Linked DNA regions of Callithrix jacchus: region 1 is linked to region 2. The links are chromatin contacts, called in public Hi-C maps. All regions are on one chromosome and are shown on one strand. Each heading gives the region's core, a stretch centred on a gene start, on an enhancer-like site or on the middle of the called end of the contact. The rest is flanking DNA. Distances are from core to core; before and after follow the strand shown. Region 1 holds the start of LOC144582935. Region 2 holds the start of TLK1 (tousled like kinase 1).

Region 1 (4,457 bases), core at 1,086-3,585, 180 kb before region 2:
GGAGAGGGGAGAAAACAAGGCTTCCTTATAGTCAGTGGGGCCAGAACCCATGGGGACCCGGGATCAGAAAACAACATCCTTCACGAATTTCATTATTTGGGATCCAATGAATTGGGTGGAATAGGCACTAAGGTTAACAAAAATTGAAGTAGTCACTTAGTAAAGCTGAGGCAGAAAATGTCCCTGCACAATGACTGGGACAGTAACAGCAATTTGGATTTCACCAGCCTCTTTTCCTAAAGCCATATTCTGGGTCCCTAAACCCACTGATTATTTACCTTAACAACCAACTCCATTGGAATTGATCAATTCTCTTTTCCAGGGACCAAGGGTTGTGAAGAAGAGATGAATCCCTGACTGGCTTTCTTGCCCTCCACTCTCCATGCCTCACTTCCTGGACAGGGGCCTGTTTGCCCAGCTCTGCCCAGGCTGGCCTGGTTTGAGACTCACACTAGTCTTAGTGAGGCTCAGGACAGCCCTCTTCCAGAAGCACTTGAATTATGGTGACTGGGGTTGGGGTTATAGAAACTTCTCATTTCTTCTCATAAACTTGCCTATTGCCAGAATTTTTAAAAACATCTGAAGTACATTTTATTATTTTATTTTTATTTTTGAGATGGAGTCTCTGTCGCCCAGGTTGGAGTACAGTGGTGCAATCTCAGCTCACTGAAACCTCCACCTCCCAGGTTCAAGCAATTCTCCTGTCTCAGCCTCCCGAGTAGTGGGAATTACAGGCATGCGCCACCATTTGTACTTTTAGTAGAGACGGAGTTTTGCCATGTTGGTCAGGCTGATCTCAAACCCCCGACCTCAGGTGAGCCACCCGCCTCGGCCTCCCAAAGTGCTGGTATTACAGGTCTGAGCCACCGCACCCAGCTTTGAATTACTTTTTAATCACTAAAAACAATAGTGTTATTTTGATCTAGGGGGTGAATGGGAGACTTACACAGCCAAAGAAAGCCATTCATTTCCGTCTGTCCAGGACGACCCCTGCTGCAGGGGCTGGCAGCGTTTTCCCCCAGCAGCGTCATGACAGTGTCAGAGGGAGCTAAAAAAACCCAACACTGTCCCTAGATTAGAATTATCTATGAAATTTCCCTTAATACACTGGCCCTGTGACTGATTTGCAATGCTGTGTTGTGTTTGTAAATCAGTTTGGCCAGAACGAACTGTCTCTGTGTAGCTCAGACAGCTATGCTGAAAGGAGAGCCCAGAAACACAATGGCAGGAATCCACGTTGTGCCCAGGCGCTGTTTGGGGCTCTAGTGAGCTCTGGAAACAGTGTTAGCTGTCAGGTAGTGAAGTACGCATGGTTCCAACACATTCACTCAGCACCAGTGGCTAAACAACCTGTGTGCTTCGTGGTGAGGAACTACTAGAGGAGCCTCATAAAATCAAGAAAAATCAGCTGGCTGTTGTGTGAGTCCAAGAGCTCAAAGCTCATTCCAATTTCAATAGTTACTTTCCTTGGTCTCTGTCAACATTTTGTTTTTAAAGGGCTTGAGACTAATTCATTTTCCCAAATTCAGATCTCTCCTAGGTATGTAGTACAACCTGAGAAAAGAGGACAACCATCTGGGATCTTCGGCACCGTGATGCTGCCATATTGCTGGAGGGGACAGGTGAGGGTTCACTGGCTGAATCGGAAGGACACAGAAGAGGCAGGGAGGGGCCACCGGGCAGGCCTCAGGCCAGGCTCGGGTTCTGAACCTGATCCGGTGGACTGGTGTTTACCTAGAGTGAAGAAAACTGTCTTTCCTTCTTTAATAACCAATATATTTCACTTTACCACGTGTTGGGAGAACAATAGTTGCATTAGATAAGGCTAATTTTACAAATGAACTGCAGTGAGGAAAAGGACTGGTTTTCAAGAGAAGTGTTGGCTTGATGGGAGATGCAGGCGCCGTGCTGGGTGAATTCTTGGCCCCAGGAAGCAGAGCTCAAATCGCGGCCCCCGCTTCACAAGCGGGCAGGCTTTGGGGTAGGAGCTGAATCCACGTAGATTTGCGCGGTCCCAAGCCTCAGTTCTGTCCCCACGCGGCAGGCTCCTGGAATGACATTCACCTTTGTTCAGGGACTCCTGTCTTATCGGCGCCCACATGGAGAGGGATCCGAGCCAAGAGGGCCTCCCGAGCCTGGCCCGCAGTGCGCGCCATGAGCCACCAGGTGGCGCCGGGATCCTGGGAAAGCCGCGCCCCGCCAGCGGCCGCGGGGTCTCCGGGCCGACCTCGCAGGGCCCCTGGGCGGGGCCGGACCGTTGCGGTCGAGCGCTTTCTGTTCTTTGGAAGACTAGTTCTGGGCCCCCGCTTTCTTTCCATCGCAGGCCCAGTGCGGATGCGTGGGGGATGCAAATATCCTGGGCGCCTTCACCAAACGGTGCCCCCTTTAACCAGATGTGAAGGCAAACCTCTCCACCCCAGAACCCGTTGGGTGCCGCGGAGACGCCTTTCGGTGGCTGAGAAACCCTCAGACGCCGGGGAAGCACCACGGGTCTGAGCGCCCAGTGCGCTAGGCTCGGGGCTGGCTTCCCTCCCCGGGGCTGGAGCCTGCAGGAGCGCCGCCCTCACCCCGTTCCCTCCGAGGGCGGCGCGGGTCTCCGGCCTGGCCCGAAGCCGGCTGCTTCCCTCAACCTCGTCCTCCTCACATCTGCGGAGCAGAGGCTCCTGATACTCATAGGCCCAGGGGTGGTGCGGCTGGGTCTGGGCCCAGGTGTCCCTTGTCCTAAACCATCCCACTGCGCTGCCTGTAAATTAGCCATTTCGGATCTAGCGATGAGCAGAGAGCACAGAATAGCCCAGGGGCCAGGTAACTAACAAGTGCGGGATCAAGTAGGGCGTTCGTGAGGAGCTACTGTTAGGTCTTGGAAGGATGCATAGAGGTTCCCTTAGGTGGTCAAAGCCGAAGGGCATTGAGGCAAAGGGAACAGCATCCGCAAGGACACGCAGGAATGTGGCACGTGGTGTGCCCCAGAACTACAAACCGCTCTGGTGGCTGGAATGTGAAGGGTCAGGTACGGAGTGGTAGCAGTTACCATAGAAAGGGAAGCTGGCCAGATTGCCAAAGGCCTTGAATGCCATGCTCCGGGGCTTAAACTGCACTGCCCTGGGGAGTTTATAAGGAGGGTGTTTTTTGTTCTTGGCAGGGAAGTACCCAGGGAGCTTGCCCCTTACATAGGTCAGTGGTCTGAAAAACCTCCTTTTTAGCAAGCAGAAGCCTTTTGTAAATAATAATAATAATATGTATATATAATCATATAGAACATAGACTCAAAAGCCAGGCCAATGTGGAGCTGCCGGCAGCCTCCTGCGAGTAGGAGGGCAAGAAAGGCGGGGCTCCTTCCTGAGGAAGAAGCCATAGTCACCCCTAGCAGGATGGCGTGGGAGAAATCTCAGGAGCTCATTATCTCCAAAAACTAAAGCCCAGCAAAGTGCTGTCCCCTACCTCATCCCCCATCCTCCCCCTGCCTGCTCTAGATGTGGCTGGAGTAACTTACATTTCCCCTGATCTTGTAGTGAACTGGGAAGAGCTAAAAGCTGGGTGGGGTGACAGGACGTCATTTTTCTTCTCCAGCTCTTGAGCCAAAGGACTCTTTAAATCTGAGCTCGGAAAAGCAACCATGGACCAGCACTTCTCAACCCTGGTGGCTTTGAAAAATACTGATGCCTATGGACCAGGGACAGCAGTGTGGAGATCACTCTCGATTACATCATTTTATAGATGAAAAAAGTGAAATCCAGAAAGGTTAAATGTCTCTCTGACAAGCATACGGCTAGGGGATGGTAGAGCTGGGCCTATACCTAGCGCCCAGGTGGAAATCGGAACCATGTGGGGCTTGTTTCAGCAAGTCTGAGACACGGGGCAGTGGGGGGCGGGGCCAGTGGAACAGAGAGAACAGGCTGCAGCAGCAGGGCTGCGTGGAGGACCTGGGTACAAGGTCCTGAGGGGGCCGGGGTCGTGGGGGATTCTCAGAACTCAGCCCCAGGGCTATTAGTGTCTTCACTTCGATCAGAATTTAAAATACCAGTGGTCTGGGTTTTTGTTTTTTTTTTGTTGCTGTTGTTTTGTTTTGTTTTGTTTTTTACCCCAACATGGAGATGGTGTAGTCAGTGATCAGGCCTCAGCTGTGGAGAGGCCAACTCGATTCAGCCTAGTCAAACAGGGCCGGCTACTGAGGGAGTTTCCACCACTGCGGACGCTACACACCTGGCTTCAGCATTCTTGCTCGCGCAGACGTCCTTCTGCCCCTACAGACTGGCAGAGCAGCAGAGGCACAGTGGACGACTAGGGTAAGAAGGTGCTACGTTGCGTCCAGTGAGGAGGGGAGTTGGCCTCAGTGGTTACACCCCATCTGTCTTCAAGCCTTGGTGTCCAGGAGAAGCCTGACTTAAACTTCTCTCCAGCACCTAGCTCCCAGCATGCACTCACCATATGCCGCGGAAAGGCACATGCGATGAGTG
Region 2 (4,763 bases), core at 1,696-4,195:
ACACTTCTTAAAATAAAAATTGAGATTTCACTCAATAGAAATATCTCCATTTTGATACTTGGGGCTTCATATTCCTGTTAGCGTTAGTGAAATCTGAGAACATAGTGCCAAGCTTCTAAATGAATATAACCCTAGAAAGGATTAATAGTTTTAACTTGCATGCTGGTTGCTCAAAAACAAATATCCCCCTGTAGCTATCTAGGTACTTGGTGTGAAGTGCAACTTTCACAAAAGCCTGTCCTATGATTTCATGAATTAACAGAAACTCACTACTTGAGGTTACCTAAAAACCCATTGTAATCTCAACTGCTGGAAAAAATTATGGTTATTTGGAAGTTCAAGCTAAATGATTCCAACCCCTCCAAATTTTCAAACATCAGGAAAAGTGCAGAATGTTTTTAAGTTGAAGTAACCTCAGAAACTCACAATCTAGATTTTTCGTCTCCCAAATTCCCAATACTGATAACAGATGTCAACAGATAAGTCAATACTATGCCCTCAGTATCTAGTTCAGGGCCTGGATCACAGTAATGGCTCAATAAATATTCCAGAAAGGAATGAATGAATGAATGAATGATGAAAAAATATAGCCTTCAATAAAAAACAATAAAATGGTCTTTTTAAACTCAACATGAAACTACAAACAAAAGTAAACGCATGCTAAAAGCACCAAATTCTCTATTTATGAAACACATTTTAAACTGTTCATTCAGAAATTTTTAAGTGCGAAGGAATCACCAGATATATTAAATTTTTAGTCACTTAAACTTTTATATTCTAATAATGAAAGCTCAGCGTCGAGATAAGATGAAAAGGGGGAAACGTCTATCAATGTATTCCCCATGTTTAATGGATGCCATAAATCAAAGCTTTCCGTGAATTTTCTAGAGCATATTCATGCCAATCTTTAAGCCTATTGTCACTTTCACACATGCTCACAGGAACAAAATGACAAAGAATGCTATGCCTGAACCACTGGATTCAGGGCACAAAACACTTGATTAACAATTGTCAAGGCTCTGAATAGTAAATATCGACAGATATTTTCAAAATAAAGTACTCCCACCGATTTCTACATAAATCGAAGCTCTTGATTTCTTTAAAACATTCACGAGACTGTTGAACTTCCAGACGTTTATTTGAAAATGTGCCTACAATCTCCTCGTGTGCGACAACTGGGAGTGAACAACCCGTTTATCAACTGCGGATGAATACCGCTAACCGTTTTCCAGACAAAAGAGCGTTAAAAGACACTCCGTGCACATTTATTCATCCCCCAAAAATGTGTTTTCTCCCAGATTTTATTTTATGGCGTGTACTTAAAGTTAAATACAGCAAGTTGAAATTTTAGTCAAAAGCACGCCGGTGCCTTACAAGCTGTGTAACTGCTACATCTGGTGGCAGCACACTTGCTTGCAAGAAGCCAGAAAACTTAGAAAACAATTGTAACCGATCTGGTGCGTTTGCAGTAACCTTTACGCAGCTATTTCCCACAAAACCCACGACCCTGTCAGAGACGAACAGTAGACTAACTTGCAGCAGAGAATATATAACGCACAAACACGCAGGAGGCAACCGCGAAGAAGAGAAAGTTGCAACCATCTGGAGGGGCGGTTTTAAAAACCTGCCCACGAGTCAGTCTGTCGTTCAAATTGCTCTAGGGGACCACAGGGGATCAAAGTCTGCCTTGATAATTTCAGCGTTTCTTCCCAAAGGAGAGACCCTGCAAGCGAGGGGGTATCCTCCAGGTCCCGGGCTGCAAAGCTCGCAGAGCGGGGACCGCCTCTATGGGAGGAGTGCGCCGGGGAAGGGGAGGGGGCTCGAGGACGAAGGCTCCAGCGGGAGGGAAAACCCACCAGAGACCTGAGGCCAGGAGGTTAAGAGTACTGAGTTTACTGGCAAATGGAGCAGAAAGGGGCTCGCGTCCGGGGGGAGGCTTCCCACCCTCGCAGGACTGGCTCCCAGGAACCCCAGGCGAGTCTGTGCGCCTCTCCCCGTCCCTACCAGCGCGCAACCCCTCGTCCGTCTCCTCCGCCACCCGCGAACCACCACCCACAGCAAGCGCACTACCTCCCCGGAGTCGGGGAGCCAGGCGGCCTCGCGTCCACCTCGCCACCATCCCCCACCCCGGGGTCTGGCGGAGGAGCCCGGGGGGCACGGGGATCCGCGGCGCGGGAGTGGAGGCCGGCGAGCGGGCGGGGGCGCAGCGAGCCTTACCTTCCCTGGGCCTCCCGGATGGCGGCGTGTGATTCAGCAGGGACCTGGCCGCCGCCGCCGAGCCCGGGGTTGGAGACGTGGAGAGCTGGGACCAAGATGGCGGCCCCTCCAAACTTCCACTGCTACTTTGGACACTCATCAAGCTACTTTCTGGGAACCCGACTCCCCCCCTGCGACGGCAGCGGCGGCAACGGCACCGGCACCCGCCTCCGTCATGGCGGGGGCCGCACTGAGGGCGAGCGAGAGAGCAAGGGCAGGGAGGGGAGAGTCAAGGGGATAGGGGAGGAAACCGAGAAGAGGGGAGGTGGGGAGGAAAGAGGTGAGGGAAGGAGAGGGGACGGGGAGGAGGGAAAGGGGGAGAAGCGAGGGAGCGGGCGGGCGCGCCGGAGAAGAGGCGGAGGGAAGAAGCGCTGTGGCGGAGGCGTCGAGGGGGCGCTCGCCAGGGCCGGGGTCGGAGCGCGGGCGGAGCGCGGGCTGCGCCGGCAGAGGAGACTTCCGCGGGCGGAACCTGCCGGCACCTCTGCAGTGCGTCGGCCCCCGGCGTCGCCCGAGAGGCGGCGGCGGCGGCAGCAGCGGGCGGTGGGTGGCGGCTGAGGCGGCGGTGTAACCTCTGCATCAGTTACAGGCGGCGGCGGCGTCACGCGCCGCCTGTGCAAACACTATCGCGAGGCTCCTGCGCCTCCGGTAGCGGCGGCGACGGCGGCAGCCGCGGCCGCGGGAGCAGGCTTGGGGGAGGGACCTGCCAAGGGCTGGGGGTGGGGGCATGGGGAGGGAGCGAGCGCGCGAGGGAAGAAGCGCGGGCGCCTGGGCGCTGCTGCCGCGCCCGCGGATCGCCGCGCAGCGCAGGAGCCCCGGGTTGCCGGACTCGCGTGCGCTGGGGCAGCGTCCCCGCGCCGGCCGGAGGGAGGCGCGCCCCCGCCGCGCCGCTCCGGCCCCGGCGCTACTGCCACCTGACTCCCCCTCTCTTCCGCGGAAGCGCGCCTGGCTCCTGACCCACACCCAACCCGGGGAGAAATGCTGCTGCTCTCACTCGACTGCCACTTCTCGGGAGTTCAATGTGATTATTCCATCAAAATGGAACTGAAAAGTTGAGAGTTGCTTCTTTCTTGCCCTTCTTTACTGTGCAGAAAAACCTATGTGCGCCTCCCCGTCTGCAGAATGGGAATAATGACTGAATAAAAGAGCTATGAAAATAAACGTGGGGAGTGGGAGAATTGGGAAATAAAACTTTCTCGTGTTTTCTAAAAAAAGGGTGAAGGAATCTTTAATGAAGAAATTGAAAATTACCGGTTTTGTACACTGTATGTTGTAGCAATTCTGTTTTAAAACAGTAAGTGGAAAATCTAAATGAAAAATGTGATTACTGAATTCGCATATTTAGGAAGACTATACAGCGTTCATCTTGAAGGTATGGTTTCTAGAAATTTCTAGTTTGTTTCTAGTGTCACCGCTGAGTCTCGACTACAAAAATCGAGACTAAATTTGCTAAAATTTATAGATACAGTGTAGCTTTCTACAGACCCACACAAGTACACTCACACCAAGGATTGGGTTTCTTGAACATAAAAGAGCAGTCTAGTTCAGGAAAAATACAACAAGGTTATTTCTCTCTTTAGAAAACCAAATTTAATACAGCACTAAAAAGATTATGATATATAGCAACTGCACAGACATAAGGAAATGTCATGATTACCAGGGGGACAAAAATGTCATTTCTATTTTTTATTTTTATGACTTTGCATTCCTCATAGTAATGTTTTGTTCAGATAAATTATCATACTAGAAAAGAACCTTGATTGTCAGTTATCTCCAGAAATAATTGTGTTGTTTTGTGCTTTAGATACATTAGTGAGTTTTTGGTCATGTCAGCTTTTCAGACTTAAGAGGGACATCTCACAAATTAAACAGCTTCATTTAGGCATAATTGACAAACCGCACATATTTAAAGTGTACAATTTGATAAGTTTTGATGTGTATACATCCCTGAAACCACTTATGCAAGGAAGATCGTGAATGTATCTATCACCCTCCAAAGTTTCCTCTGCCTCTTTGTGGTTCCTCCTCCACTCTACTTCCATTCTCCATAACCACAGATCTGCTTTCTGTCATAGGGTAGCTTTCTATTTTCTAGAATTTTAGATAAATGCAAATGCAGGCGATACAGCTTGTACATTTTTTTTTTTTTTTTTTTTTTGAGGTGGAGTCTCACTCTGTCTTCCTGGGGCTGGAGTACCATCTCCACTCACTGCAGCCCGCCTCCCAGGTTCAAACGGTTCTCCTGCCTCAGCCTCCTGAGTAACTGGGATTACAGGCATGTGCCACTACACCCGGCTAATTTTGGATTTTTAGTAGAGACAGGGTTTCACCATGTTGGCCAGGCTGGTCTTGAACTCCTGACCTCAGGTGATCCACCTGTCTCAGCCTCCCAAAATGCTGGGATTATAGGCATAAGCCACCACGCCTAGCTTTGTCTGGCTTCTTTAGCTCAACATCATTGTTTTGAGAGATTCGTCCACATTGTTGCATTATCAATAGTGTGTTTCTTT

The links. A called contact is a pair of places that touch in the nucleus more often than the background predicts.
Region 1: a contact with region 2 is called in a Hi-C map of skeletal muscle, with 6 times the contacts expected there. The contact joins the promoter of LOC144582935 here to the promoter of TLK1 in region 2. A contact is called at or near these places in 2 of 3 Hi-C or Micro-C datasets (both in skeletal muscle).

What each region holds. Positions count from the first base shown.
Region 1 is chr6:58,551,933-58,556,389 of calJac240_pri, reverse strand. It overlaps LOC144582935, which reads left to right and starts at 2,335. Exons shown (of 3, transcript XM_078375630.1): 1 at 2,335-2,401; 2 at 2,461-2,805; 3 at 3,571-3,769. The coding sequence starts at 2,335. The coding sequence ends at 3,650.
Region 2 is chr6:58,373,793-58,378,555 of calJac240_pri, reverse strand. It overlaps TLK1 (tousled like kinase 1), which reads right to left and starts at 2,945. Exons shown (of 22, transcript XM_078327412.1): 1 at 2,218-2,945.